2 separate regions of the Anser cygnoides genome follow, and region 1 is linked to region 2. Evidence: chromatin contacts called from public Hi-C data. All regions are on one chromosome and are shown on one strand. The core of a region is the stretch at or near the end of the contact, and the rest is flanking DNA. Distances in the headings are between cores, read along the strand shown.

Region 1 (7,721 bases), core at 343-2,842, 530 kb before region 2:
TTTTCATTTTTCCTGGAAAGTTTGGAGTATACAATTATCTCCTCCCCTGTTTTGAAGTTAAGATACCGGCAATCAGGCCCTGAGTAATCTGTAGTGGCTTGAACTCTGCTCATTGCCGCTGGAATATGCAGGAAGAAAGAAACAAGTAAGTATTATAGCCACTTTGTCTGAAGTCAAATATGTTATTGAAGAAGTCTGTTATGTAGATACACATTAAAATGTTTGTAAGTACATCAACAAAATAAAAGCTCCGGTCCTATATGGGCATTGTTTTTCAGTACTTGTTCATCCAAGCTATCAAGGTTGAAATTTGTGTGGATAATTAGTAAGTTCAACTATTAAACACAGATCTAAGCAGCTAAAAAATATTTCCCAAGCATATTTACAATTTTATATTTCAGAAATTGCAAGTTAAATCTAGCTGTAATTGCAGGGATTTTGAATATATATTTTGAATATATATTTTAAAGAAAATAGTTAAGCTCTAGTAACAAACCAAAACACATTGTCAAAAACAAAATTTACAATTCAATTTGAATGACTTTGCTTTCTAGTTGTTTCCACCTCTATCTCCTATCATAAAAATCATGGTTTATCTACCATAAAAACCTCCACTGATGTGCTCTAGTCAGTTTGGTGCCCATGCCACGTGCTGCCCTAAGACAGACATCCCTGAACATCCAGAACCTGGTGAAATTGGAGTGGCTCCACAGGAAATAAATCTATGAGCAGAGGAAATCTGAGCATTCTGTGTGGAAATGCCTTTATTTATTGCTGCCCACCGGTGTCTCAAGAGCTGGTCTGACAACTTTCTGCAGAGCTATTTAATCCCCAGGAACTTCATAACTAGTTACTGCTCTTACTTCATGTTAAAGAAGAAAAAAGATACATTAACAGTGTCTTTAGAGAAGGATTAAAAAAGAAAAGAACAACAACAAAAACACAGCTTGCTTAGAATAGAAAAAATACAGTATTGGAGAATAGGCTATGAACATACTGTAAACAAAAAATACGTTCTATATTAGTATATAGCCTACCATATATATATACATTTAATTACCCTTGTACCTGTAAGGAATGAGTTAAAAATACTTTAAAGTTGCTTTATGCTGAATATTTGAGGAAACCTGAGAAAAATTAGCTATTAAAGAGTATTTTATTTTAACTGAACTTCAATCTTTATATACTTGCACAACACGATCCCTTAAGTAGGTTTTTCAGGAATAACTTTTTTGTCGTTTGAAAAATTTAAGCCTTTTTTCATAAACTTAGTATATTGACAACAAATGTTTTCTGCAGCTACTTAGTTTCATTCAGTGCTTTGTTCCTAATCTCAACGTTATGGTCTGTAATAACTACATGTATATAAACTCCTTTAGAAAAAAGATTTTTACTTACTCTCACATTCCCGATCACCACACTTCTTCCATTCTGAAAGTACCTTTGTACTCTGCAGACTTGTTATAAATGAAATTACTAGCAGCACAATTCTCTGATCCAATACTCTCGACATTTTTTAGTAAACCTAGAATGCACTGAAACTGTGAAAACTTAATTCATTTGCAGAGTACAAGTATATTCTACATTACTTTTCTTAGCCTAACAAAAAAAATCGCAAATGAAGTTATAATCCCATTTCCCTTCCCTCATCTGCCAAAGCAAAAGTACACTATGCTAACTCTGCTAATAATCTGCCAAGTCAGTTGTCCTGATTATACACATATGTTTAATAATTAACTTGGTTCTGATAGCCAGACTGATGTTTTGAATACAAACAAACCAGTTCTAGCCACATAAAAATTTAGCCTCTATCAGAGAGGATTTTTGCTATCAAGTCTACGGAAGACTCTGTTCAGGGAAATTCAATATCGGTTCTAATTTTTTTTTCTGGATTATGGGATTTTTAACATCTGATTTTAAGTTGAACTACCAATTTTATACATCATTTCCACGCCATATATCACAGAGCAACGCATCAGATCTAAGCAGATATGTCCTGCTTTATAAGAAATACCTACTGTTTCCTAGCAACCTATCACCCAACGGAGTTATAAATAATTTTCTCAAATACAGGTTATGCTTTAAAGTGGTAGTTGTGCAGGAAGTTGTACACAGCTTATATAGATATGAAGTTACACTATAAATGCAACCCTACAGAGTGATTTGCTTTACAAGTAAGCTTTGCTTGAAATGCTTCACAGCATTGCCCCGAATGTCTTTGGTCGACTATGCACGATACATCTTAGGGCCTTCATCTTTCATTTCCAGCTGTCCTACATAGGGCAGCCTCTACCCTCTCCCTTCCTGATAGCATCCCAAGAACCCGTATTCCCTCCCAAGCTGATAATATTTGCAGTTATACGCTTCCTAGCAATCCCGCCCCTCCTTCAGTCCTGGGCATGACTCACACAGACTTTGCTTTGCTTTTTCTTTCCGTGAACCTAAGCTGTATCTTACTTGCAGCACAGTTCCCCCTCTCTCCTGCTCCACAACCCAAACCTGCCAGACACGGATGCTCACTGATCTATGAGCCAGCAAACAAATCGTCTACAGGAGGCCGGGAGAGAGGGCACAAAGTGCACTGCAGCCAGAGACGCTTTGACCAGCAATGTCCTGTAAACAAAGAAATCACGGTGGATGACGTCCTCCAGCTGCAATCTAACACTTTGCCCCCTTCCTTTGCCACATGACCTGATAGCCAGACAGGCCTCTCCTATGAACCAACACACCAGCCGCCCCTGCTGTTAGGTAATCCATCAGAGAACTGTTGCACGCACCCACCAGGGCAAACACATGATAGATCTGTACCCCAGCACTCTCCCTGGAATAGTTTTGATGCAACCCCATTCCCAGTTGTTTCTCTGCTCCACTCCTCTTCTGCTGCTTAGAGTGCCAGTGACTGAGGACCTTTCCTGGGGTCCTCCAGGTTTATCTGAAGTAGGTGAAGGGGAGAGAAATAGAAAGATAGAATGCCAAGCAGCTGAAACATCTCCTCACCAAGTTTCGTTGAATTTGTGAAAAGATGGGCAAGTTTTTGGGTCCCAAACCTGTACAGATTAGGACGGACTAGTGAGAAGGAATATATAAAAGATTATACTGGGGAGTGGGAAGAACTACAGAAGAATTTTATATTAGGGGGATTGTCTATCACCAAGTGTCATACAAAAATCAAAAAAAAAAAGGACAATTTTTATCCTGACAAGGTTATAAGCTGGTCAGAAGAATCTTTCATAATGCTGCATAATGACCATGGAATGTAAGGCAAAAAAACAATCATGATCTTAGAAAGCTCAATAGTCCCTTTTTGGCCTTGGTAACCAAGAGGTGATTCTCATAAAAATGGTAAAGCCAGACATTCTAACACCTAAAATTACATAGTTCAGCAAGTTTGTGTTGGAGGGCAAACTGAAGGAACCACACCTTGAGATCTATACATTACATTTGTCAAAATAGCTCTCACAATGGCTCTGACTTTTCATATGGACACCCAAACTAAGTCTCAAGTCTTTGTATGGAGATGCTATAAATGGAGTAGCTAGGATGAATTGCAATGTTTCATCTACATCCGCAGTTTTCAAATTATTCTGGGCACTGCTTATTGTGTAGCTTAGTCTCAACAATCATTCTTCTAGGTTTGAAGCTGCTGAAAGGTTGATCAGCAGTGCTCTGATCTCTGTAATTTGTTCTTCTAATACAACTTCAATAACAAAGTACATTTATATCAAATGTTCTTTTCTTCAGGGTGTAAATCTCACGCTTGCAGATGTTATACAAATGTAAGCTCTAATCACCTTTGAACTAAAGTCAAAGCTAAAGACACAGGGAGTTTATCATAGCTGGCTTCCAAAGGACAAAGTTGAAAACTTTACAGCAGGTAGAGTGAGATTTCACTTTATTTATTTAGTGAGTAGAAGTTGGACACTTCTGCAGAACTGAAGCAACAGAAGTGAATACTATTATATATGCAAAAACAAACAATGCTAATGAAAAAGAACTAATTTGAACAGCTTTCCTTAGAATAAAACTATTTAATTTTTTGGAAATCATATCTTAGTAACTATAAGCATTAAGCTTCTAATTTTAGTCATAAGTAGTATAGTAACTAATAACTTTAGTTAGAAGAATCAAGTCAGAATTAATGGTTTGATTTAAATAAACTGATTAGTATGGCTCACTGAACGACTCAAGATATGATCCTGTATAAATATGGAGATGTTGTGTTTGCTAGACCATTCAGTATCTGCATGAACCATAGAGATAACAAAGATCATAAGCTAATATAAAAACTCTCTTAAGTACATAAAAATCAACACCTATTTTATAACAACAGTATAGACAGTTTTGATTATATTTTTATGATAGCACCAAAAGGTTTCATACAGAATGTAAGGTTCACTGTGTATAATATTGCACAAATACATGGAAAGATACAATTCATAACAAAAACACTTAAAACACAGTTCTCTTGACTTGAGATGTTTGCATGAAAATGCAGATCAACCTGTATATTGAATCACATGTCATGCCAAAAAGTTTTTTTTTAAACAACTATCTTTTAAAATCTAGTAAATCAAAGGAAGAGAAGAAACAGTAGTTCACTCACTCTTCTTCCAGTTAAATCTGAAGATGTAACAGACTTTCTTTATTCAGATTTAAACCAAATTTTTAGCCAGGGTAACAAATTGTAAGAAAAAGCCATTATTGCTTCCCTATTACAAAAAGGGTTGCAAACATGACAACTCATTGTATTACTAGAAAATCACAGAACTTGTGACGTACTATTTTGAATCTTGATAGTATTTTTCTAAGCTTTGAATGCCTCACATTTTGCTATACATTAGAATGCTTCACATATTAAAAACTGCCTGAACGTGGTTTGTATAAAACACAGATTTTCTATACAACTGAGATAAAGGGGGGAAAAAAAGGCATCAAAGAGCAAAGTTGTATCCTCCAAAACACAGATCTCTGTATATTATGGATATACACCACTGCTGCAGCATTTGATCAGATCATAAATACATATAGTCTTGGAAATGCTTCTTTGAACAGGGAAGCTCATTTTAAAGATCTGGGACACACAAAATGAAGATGTTTGTTCTGTTGTGTGACAGTAATTATTACAAAATCAGCAGCTAAATCTGGATCCCAGAATTATAACTGGGGCCTAACCACAAGACCTTTATTTCCTTAGGAAGAAACAATGCTGGAGTAATCTATTTGCAAATTTACTGGTCTTGGAAATTATTAAATTTTACCAATACCTTCTTTCCTCAGAAAAATTACTTTCAAATTTCCTTCCTTACAACGAAGCTGTTCTAAGCACAAAGACATTAGTTCAAGCTAAGAAGCACAAATTTGAAGTGTACCTTTTATGCAAAGTCATGCTTCAGCTTACAGTTCATGAACAATCTGCATAAAATCTACTCTGACAAGGACTCCAAGTGGAACATCGTGGAAAAACACATTCTTGGAGGCTTCCAGCTTATTGCTGCCAGGAGTGAAGAAAATTGAGACAGGTAAATGGTATAGAATCAGTGCACATAGTATAACAGCACCGTAACAAAATAAACCAATCCAACTCTTCTAAGTTCTTATTTACTTCTAAATTCTCATTTAAAGCTAGAGTGGACAATTTGATGCAAGCACTCCACAAGACATGCATAGATCTTACATGGTATGTTCGTTGTCCACTTGTATAAAGCACCTCAGCTTCATTATTAGTTTTTTGCCTCTTTGATTGTTCATTTTTTTTCTATATTACTTGACTGAAAAGAGACCAAGGTATTTTTCCTTTGATCTCTACTCACCACTATGGGGGAGTGAAATAAAATATTTTAGTCATTTCCTACTTGTATGGTATCTACACTTAATTCTCAGAGACCCAAAACTGTTATATTCAATTTCAAGACCAAATTTGATACATTTCTATAAATACTTCTACCATTTGAAAAGACCGGGAACAGAAAGGAATTGTACTCATGGTCTCAGCATTATCCACAACTCTGAAATTGTTTCAGGGTAAGAGGAAACACAGCTCTATCCACAACTTTAAAATTGTTTCTGGCTCAGATGAAATAACATTGAAGGTGAGTGTAACTAAATTACTAAAAATACAACTGCTTTTAAAAAAGACAAGGGTCTTTATGTGGTATTGTGCTAATAGTATAGCACTATCTTACACTACTACTGTAGCAGAATATTGGTTGGAATATATGTAGCTTTTAGAAAACTTGGTTCTTATAAATTTATCACACACTGACATTTATACATTGCACTGTGCTGCTTGGATTTGGCAAAACTATTTACAGCACAGTGTAACCATGGCAGTTAAATTTCTTCAAACGAGCATTAAACTATCAAATACATCACCTGCTTTGTAACTTGGCAACAAAATTCCTGTATTTTCACCTTGTCAAATATAGATTCCTGCCTGTAATACAACCTGAAACAAGAAACTTGAATGTAATCAATCCATTACCTTGTTTAATTACCAGCACCCACCACACTTACTATGAACCTATAAATATATAAATTATAAATTATAAGCTCCTCTGAAACAGTAATGCAGCTTCTGACCAGCAGCCTACTCCAGCTTAGTATAATTACTGTATTAGCTATTAGAAGCCCGTACAGAACTACAAAAGGTATCGTATAACACTGGATCACTCAAGCTCAGAGTAATAAACCTTAAAAAATACTGTGTTGGAGATAGCAACAACCAAGGAAATTAAAATGAGTTCCAAATGGAATTTGAAATGTGTAGTTGAAACATACAAACCAGTGACATTTACTCAACTACTCAGTGTAAGAATTTTTCCCCATGGTAAACCACTGTGTTTAACATCTTAATAAAAAACTTGAACATTTTGCTTCCAAAAAACAAAAATACATTAATCTACCACGTTCCCCTGAAGGGAAGGGAAGCATGGTTGAAGACTACTGACAAGAAGCGAAAAGCAGTCTCACTTGTAGAGCTACAGAGGCAGATAGGATATTGAAGCAGCAAATGGACTGAAGAATCTGAGTAACATACTCAACTGGTTGAGAGAAGGAAAACCCAAAGAGCTTTCCCACTGTTTAAATCCATCCTGAGAGAACATTTCACTTCATCCCTTGCTAGGCATGTTTCTGTAAGCCAGGAAGTTCAGCACTTCAGAAGTCTGTCACTACTCTGAGTTCAGAAGAAAAGTCCGAAAACTAACATCCTCCCAAACTAGAACTATACAGAAGTATACTGTGTTTCAGGAAAAAAAAGGGCATATGCAAGGCATTTGATGCATTAAAAACAGCCTATAGCTCATTTCAATTCTGAAATCTTTCCAGGACTTCCTGATCTGTCATTTGGACATCGGATTAATTCTCTTGCTGCCAAGACAGTCCAGATTATAAGTGTTACAGTGTTCAGATTATAACAGTTTCACAGTCAGTTATTAGGCATTAATTAAAACCTTTAAGAATGATTTTAGATACAGAGCTAAGGTACGGTCACCTGCAATTATGACACACACTTTAAATGTACAAAGGCAGTACACCTATCTTAGAGAAAAAGACATAGGCATCAGGAGAGTAGTCTACAAAGCCACATTTATTTGCACATGTACAGAACAGAGCAACGGATGTTATTGTTTTCCATACAAAATTATATAAAAACAGTATTCACCTTCATAGATAACACCATACCACTTTGAATTGTATTAAATACATTCAGAAAACATTCT
Region 2 (6,992 bases), core at 3,481-5,980:
CATGTAACTGTATTCCCATCTCCTTTGGTATTGTTTCTTCCATGCTATATTACTGCCATTACTTTGAAACAAAGCGCACTTTAAAATAAAACAAAGAAAACTTTCAAAAATGTAGAGTAATTGCATCAGAATTGGCACACTGATTGAAATAAACATTAGTAGCATTGCCACTTATGTTTCAGTAAATCATAACATAAATAATGCACCCAATAATTGAAATACATACCTATATGTCTAATCTTGAATCAAGTGAGAAATGTCAAATGCATTTATTTTAATGTAAAGTAAGTAAGACAGACTTTGCCAGCATCCTACCAGCTGAAGTTCTGCAAGCAACATACCCACATCTACCCAATTAGCAAAAATGAAGTGACTGTATACACTGGATCATGATTTACCTACTTAAGAGCTATTTTGTTACACTAAAGAGAAAGTAAACCACTTCCTTACTCTGTTCTCTGCCAGCGTCGGACACTAGCTTATTTGTAGCTTTTCATTTCGTTATTTGTGCTTTTCTTTAATTGGTCAGATATGTATTTTTGGGGATGGGGTGATGTATTTATTTTATGTCAAGAATGTCTCTCATGTCTCTCATGTCTACTTGTGTGCTGAATGATGCATAGAAAAAAATGAAATGTAATGAATTGCAATGAATTATAATAAAATTAAAAAGAAACAGAGAAATAAAAAGAAATTAGATGAATTGAGATAAAGTAAATAATAATAATAGGTAACGAAGATAAATAAAATTAAGTAAAACAAAATGCGGCAGCAGAAAGTCGCCTCTGCAACGAGCCGTGCAACATCCCCGGGGCCTCGTAGAGCGCCCGTGAAACGCGCACCGGGAGCGAACCCCCGGACACGCGTGGGAGCACCACCGCTGCCCCGACGGCTCGGCCCCGGCAGGATTGGGCCTCCGGGGGGGGAGGATCCGCAGCCTCCTTGAGCCCCGCGGGGAGGATGAAGGAGACGAAGAGAAGCGGGGAAGCAGAGGGCGGCGGGCGGTACCCATCCCGGTTGCGGGTACCGGCAGGGTTCCCACGCGGTTCCTGTTTGCCCGCGTGGGTGGGGAGGATTTGGGGTCGGCAACAAACCCGGGGGGTTTCCACCGCCGGGAGGGATGGGAGAGCCGGGTCTGTGCGGGAGGCAGAGCCGGGGAAATGAAAAGGCGGCTGTAGAGTGAGGAGCAAGGGAGGCATCCTGACGCGGAGACAGCCTGGCAGCCTTTTTCCGAGGTAGAGCCCTGCCCCGCACAAGCACCGCCGACAGATCCCCAGGCCGGAGGCGGCGGCATCTGGATAAAATCAAATAAAACCTGCGAGACAAACTGAGCTGGCCAGCGGGCGCTGCCTCTTCCAGAGAACAAGTGGCTCTTAGGCAGGAGCGCATTAAAATAGCGCTGCCCGTCCCCCGGAGGTACAGTTAAAGCCCCCGCCAGCTCCATCCTTCGCCCGCCCCACGCGTGGGACAGTACCTGCGGGCGGCGCTCCCGAGCAGCGCTGGGCAGAGGGCACCGGCGGTCCCCGCGTGGGTTTTGGTCCAGCTCTCGCTGCCAGTGCTGCCGCTGGGCACCCGTGGGCGAGCCAAGCCCTGACACTCACTCCCACAGACACGCGTGCGCGCACGCTCCCCTCTTTTAGGGCCGGTATCGTGCTTCCCTCCTTGGCAGTGCACCGGCGGAGCCAGGAGCAGAGACCCTGCTCCCGTTTAAAGAGCGAAAATACAGCTCGCCTGCGCGTTTCTCCAGGGTGAACAAGTAGCTCCCCATAATTAATAATAAATAAATAAATAAATAAATAGGGGAGAAACCGGTGCATGAAGTGATGAGAAAGTGGCACTGCTCTAACGAGATCTGGGGAAAGGCTCCGTGCAAACCGGGTCACGGTTCCCGTCCCGAGATATGAAAAGCCGCAAGCAGCTGTGCGCATCCGGAGAGCTCCTGCTCGGTACCACACGTCCTGCATCCTAGCAGAGCCCTTTCCGTCCCTCTGGGGCTGCTGCAAAGGGCACGGACCAGTTGCGCCGGACTCTCCGAGCATCCCACGCAGGGCTTCGCAGGCACGGAGGAGCGGGCCGAGGGGAACTACCGAAATCCCCTCGTTTCCCATGGCCACGGGCATACCCGTCGTGATGCGCTGCTTCGCACAAGGAAAGCTTTCAGCCGCCGGGGCCGCAGCACAGCAGCCTGGGCTGAAGGGAATTTCCAGCAGCGGCTGACTGTGCCTCGGGCTTACCGATCTGCACAACGAACCTAAACGCTCTCTGAGAAGATTACCGACAGGAGCCCGCCTGTGCGCTCACCTCCGGGAGCAACGTTAGGAACAGGGCGCAGAGCCTGGAGCCGCAGCCGGACAACAGGAGGCGCTGCGGCTTTGCGCAACGCCCGGCCCGGCATGGCACGGCCCGGCACGGCCCAGCCCGGCCCGGCACGGTCAGCCAGGAGCGGGACCCGGTGCCCCCTGCGCCTCGGGGGCGGTCCCGGCCAAACGGCCCCGCGTTTTGTACCGGCATCCGAGGAGCGTGCCGCCCGTGGGGTTCGTGCCTGCTCTTTTTCCAGGTACGGAGCGAGCCCTGCGTGGGCTGTCCGGCGGCCCGGCGGGTGTTGCTCCCGCGGGGCTGTGCCCTGGGAAGCGGGGCAGCACCGCCCCGAGGTCACACGGAGAGGAGGCACCGCCGGCGGGGCACTGGGGCTGCTGAACCCCTCCCAGCCTCGCCGGAGGCGGCTGTTCTTCTGGGAGGCTCCCGAGCAGACCTAAGCACCGAATTGAACGAGTCACCACGGAAGGGGCTCTGTGTTCAGGTGTATAGACTGTTCCCACTGGAGAAAGAGGGAGGGTGCACACATAAAGACCGCAATTTTAGTATCTCTTAGATTTTCCTCTAGGTTTTGCTCCAATTTCCAATTGTGTACGCTGACCACTTGGAAAAGTAGGGTTTTAACTCAGTACTTTTATCTTTTTCATTTTATTTCCTTCAAGACACATTTTCATTCCCTATTCTTGTCTGCTGATTCCAGAGTTCTGTTTGTTTCAAGGATTTGACTTAATTCTGTTGCCAGATTTAAAGAAAAAAGGACGAGGAGAGAAAGAACAAAGAAAGGGATAACAGAAAACGCATTTAGAGGACAAGTTAAAACATATTTCTCGAGGCGGAGATAACCTGTATCTCGTCATTATAATCCCTGGTTCCTCTATATAAGAAACTTTTTTTAAAAAAATCGTGATTGTGAAGGTGGCATTTTTGCAGATCACTGGAGGATAAATCAGTGTGGAAGCAACTGCGATCTTGCTGCACAATAAACATGCAAGGAAGAAATTCGGACGCAGCTGTGTATTTTAGTTTGTGTGATATGATAAGCCAAAGTTTTTCAAAATCCCAATAAATTTTATTTCCCTTCCAAATTTCTATTCCCGGGATAGTTGGGAATGGGGGGAAGTTGTTTATTTGGTTGGTTGGTTGATTTTGTAGGTGGGGAGTATTTATTATTTTCATTTCTGGATTTATTTATTTATTTGCTATCAGGTGAAAAAAGTAACTGGGTGGGAAAAAGCTCAAGAAGAGAAACCCAATAAAAGTCTCTGGTCATGACATAAGCTTGAAGAGCCGGCCAGGGTAGGAACAGAACAAGGGTATGTTAGATCCGTCTTCAAAGACAGAGCGATTCCCTACATCCATATTTTAAGGAGCTTTGTCCAACGTCGATTTGTTTTATCGCTGTTGCCCCTTTTTGCCCTTCAGCCCACGCAGATTCCTCCTCCTCTCTTCCTTGTGAGAAATAAAGGTAAGGAGCAAGAAGTTGGTAAGGGGATAGCCGCTACTTCTAATTGCTGCTCCTGGGTGCCTGGCACCAGACAAGGCTTCCCAAGTAGCCTTCTGGCCTGGAGGCTTTCCACGGTAAAGACAGTAAACGGTTCCAGTGACTCACCTGATGTTTGCCAAGTGGAGGTTAACCTCGGTGGATCCGCATTCAAGGCTCTGTCCGCATGCACTGGGTGTCTGTAGTGTTGTGTCTCTGCGCCGTGACTCACAGGGTTTCTAAATGCAAGACACCAAGAAAGAAACACCATCACCATCACCGCAGCCTTAGGGCGGCAGCCCCGTTTGAAGGGCTGCCGGTAGCCCACGGGGGGCTCCGGGCAGCCCAAAGTGTGGGGGGGTCCGAGGCTCCGAGCAACCCACGGGGGGCTCTGAGGCGCTGCTGGCCATCCGCAGCGCAGAGCGGGGGGCGCCGCGGCAGGGGCGGGGGGCGCAGAGGCACCTGCGCCGTGCTGAGCTTTGAATGGGGGGGGGGGGGGGGGGCGGGAGCTGGGGGAGCGTGTTTGACTGCGGTGCTCGGGACTTTGGAGCACGTCCCGACCATCGAGTTAAAGGAGCATCTACCGGACTTTAGTAAATACTGCCTCTAATCTCGGGGGTTTAAGGCTGGATGGCCTTTTGCATTCTATTCAAACAGAGGGGGCTGCCCTTCCCTTATCTGCCTCGTTCCAGCGATCCCTCCTAGCATTTGTCCTGTCCATCTGAAAGGGGTGGGTTCCTCCCCCCCTTTCCTACTCTCTTCCCCCTCTCCCACCTCCGTCTCTTCTTCTTTTCCCGCAAGCTTAAACCAATTACGCTGCTTTGCAAATAAAGTGCCGCCCCGGGGGGAGTTGCAGGCGAGGGGAACTGCCTTGTTTGCAGGTGCATCTCCGGCTTTGTAGGTGCGAACGCCTTTGTGCGGCGGACAAATGGGGAGAGGAGGAGGAGGAGGTGGGTACTTCTGCGACGTAAGATCCACATCAGCTCAACTCCACTCACATCCCAGCCGGCACTTCCTCACTTTCTCAACTGTCTCGCCCCACACCGCTCCCTGCCTCCTTTTTGGCTTGTTATAGAGGAGATTTGAGCACCCCCCGCCTCTCCTGGGAGCTGGCTTCCTGCTAGGTCGGGCTTTCGGGCTCTTTTCCTGCTGCCCGTCGCTCGCTTGCAAGAGGGCTGGATGGTTACACCGGGCAGGTTGGCTCCATAATGTTAGGGACTGTGAAAATGGAAGGGCATGAAACCAGCGACTGGAACAGCTACTACGCCGACACTCAGGAGGTGAGTAAATCCTAGGCTCTGGCTCCGCTGCTGCCCCTCTGCGAGGGAGAGGGGGGTCGGAGGGAGGGCCGGGGGTCCGGAGGGGGGCAGCGGCCGCACTCCAGCTTTGCACTCCAGCTCCTGCCAGCGCAAACGTGCCTCCCCCCTCCAGCGCTGAAAGTGGCCAGGCTTCCCTGAGGAAATCCACCCGGCCTGGAGGCGCTTGAGGGAGAACCGGGGAGGCTGCGAGCTCTCCGGGGGGGCCGGAGGCAGCCCTTGAGCTCCCCCGAAAGGCTCGATCTCTGCTCCGGGCGGGCACAAAAGCGCCCCGAAAACTCCGGGCTCGGGGCAGGGACTCGCCGCGCTGCCGGCCCCCGGCATATGGCAGCGGCGGGGAGCGGGGCGCGCCCCGGGGCGCGGGCAGCGCCTTCCCCCCGCGGGGCCCGGAGCCCCCCGCTGGGGTCCTCACCTGGTAAAGCCGGGAGAAAAAAAATAAAGGAAAAAACAAGGAAAAGAAGGAAGAAATAAATAATTAAATAGCCGTTTGTTCGTACTTTGCAAGACGGCTCGCCTGCGGTGTGCGCTGCTGCCGCGGGCCGGCTGGCGGCGCTGCGGAGAGAGGGCCCCGGCTCCCAGCACCGGGAGGGGGCCCCGGGCCCCGGCCCCCAGCACCGGCCCCGGCCCGGCCGTCCCGGCCTGGCCCGGCCACCCCCAGCTAGCCCGCGGCGTCCCGGGAGGCGGCCCCGGCCCCCGGCTGTTTTCCAGCGCGGTGCAAGAGAAGGGGAGCAGCGGCCCAAACGCGGCCGGGGAGTGGGCCACGGAAGCGCCCCCGGGTACAGCCCAGCCTTGCGGGGGCCCTGGTTTTACACCGTGCCGGTGCGGCTCTGCCCGGGTCCTCGGGAGAAGCCAGCGCTCGGCAGCACCGCCAGAAACCCCCCCGGATCGCTGGCCGGGCAGGAGCCGTTTTAAGGAAGTGTGGTAGCAAACCAGGCACCTAGGTGTGCGCGCACAGGCATTGCATCAGCATACCCGGACACACGGCTGCACAGTCCCCACGCCTCGTCCCTGCACCCCGAGGCTCGCACCCAGCACCCATAGGGCCACGCGGGCACACGCAGATACGTGTCACCCTGCTGGCACCTTGTTTAATAGAGGGAAGCCGGCTAAGGGCAAATAAGGGTCATCCTAATTATGTGTCGTTTCCACAGTCATTTATCCTCGCCATGCTCATTATCCACGAACATAAAGTTAAGCGACCTTCCCTTTTGCTATTTTTTGGCCTCGATCTTTTCTCCTCCCGTGCTATTTAATTTGAATCACTACACGGATGCAAGGTGGGAAACCCATCCGCGCTGTATCCTCACCAATAATTACCGTGATCCTCTAAATTAAAACCACATTTATAAAGCTCGTGGAATTTGTAGTGAATAACAGCGAATTTTACAGTGGCATTTAACCGCCGCTGAACATCCTTCCCTTAACCGTATTGCCTTTGTTCGAGGGAAACTGGGAATACATTTTGCAACGTCTTTCTGCCTCGTGTTCATCAGCTGCCGTACTGGAAAGCACATTTCCAGGCTCGAAGGTTCTGCATTTTGGAAGAGTTGTGTTCAGTGGTAGGGCTCTACAATTTTTGCACGTTGGGCGATTGTAGAAAATCACAGGCAGGGAAAGCTCAGACTTTTTATACTATGGGGAAGTTGCGTTGTGTTTTTGAGGTTTTGTTTTTTTTTAAACTTTCTAGACTGACTTTTTAGCAAATGCGTTCAAAGAGGAAGCACGCTTTACCTTTCCGTAGATGAAATGTGCAGAAGTGAGCTGCCGATTTTTTTTAAATATTTTTATTTTTATTTAATTTGTGACAAGATGCTGTCACACCTAGTGTAGCGATTTAAATCAGTGCGGGGGGAGAGATGCGCGAGGTTATTCTGAGAAAG

Evidence for each region. A called contact is a pair of places that touch in the nucleus more often than the background predicts.
Region 1: a Hi-C map of liver shows a contact between it and region 2, with 9 times the contacts expected there. The contact joins the promoter of MIA2 here to the promoter of FOXA1 in region 2. A contact is called at or near these places in 2 of 7 Hi-C or Micro-C datasets (both in liver).

Annotation. Positions count from the first base shown.
Region 1 is chr5:41,999,697-42,007,417 of Taihu_goose_T2T_genome, reverse strand. MIA2 (MIA SH3 domain ER export factor 2) reads right to left here and starts at 1,592. Exons shown (of 28, transcript XM_066998082.1): 1 at 1,399-1,592; 2 at 1-118. The coding sequence starts at 1,513.
Region 2 is chr5:41,475,590-41,482,581 of Taihu_goose_T2T_genome, reverse strand. It overlaps FOXA1 (forkhead box A1), which reads left to right and starts at 4,730. Exons shown (of 2, transcript XM_013185562.3): 1 at 4,730-5,076. The coding sequence starts at 5,005. LOC136790938 (a long non-coding RNA gene) reads right to left here and starts at 4,665. Exons shown (of 3, transcript XR_010831857.1): 1 at 4,571-4,665; 2 at 3,926-4,035; 3 at 3,629-3,761.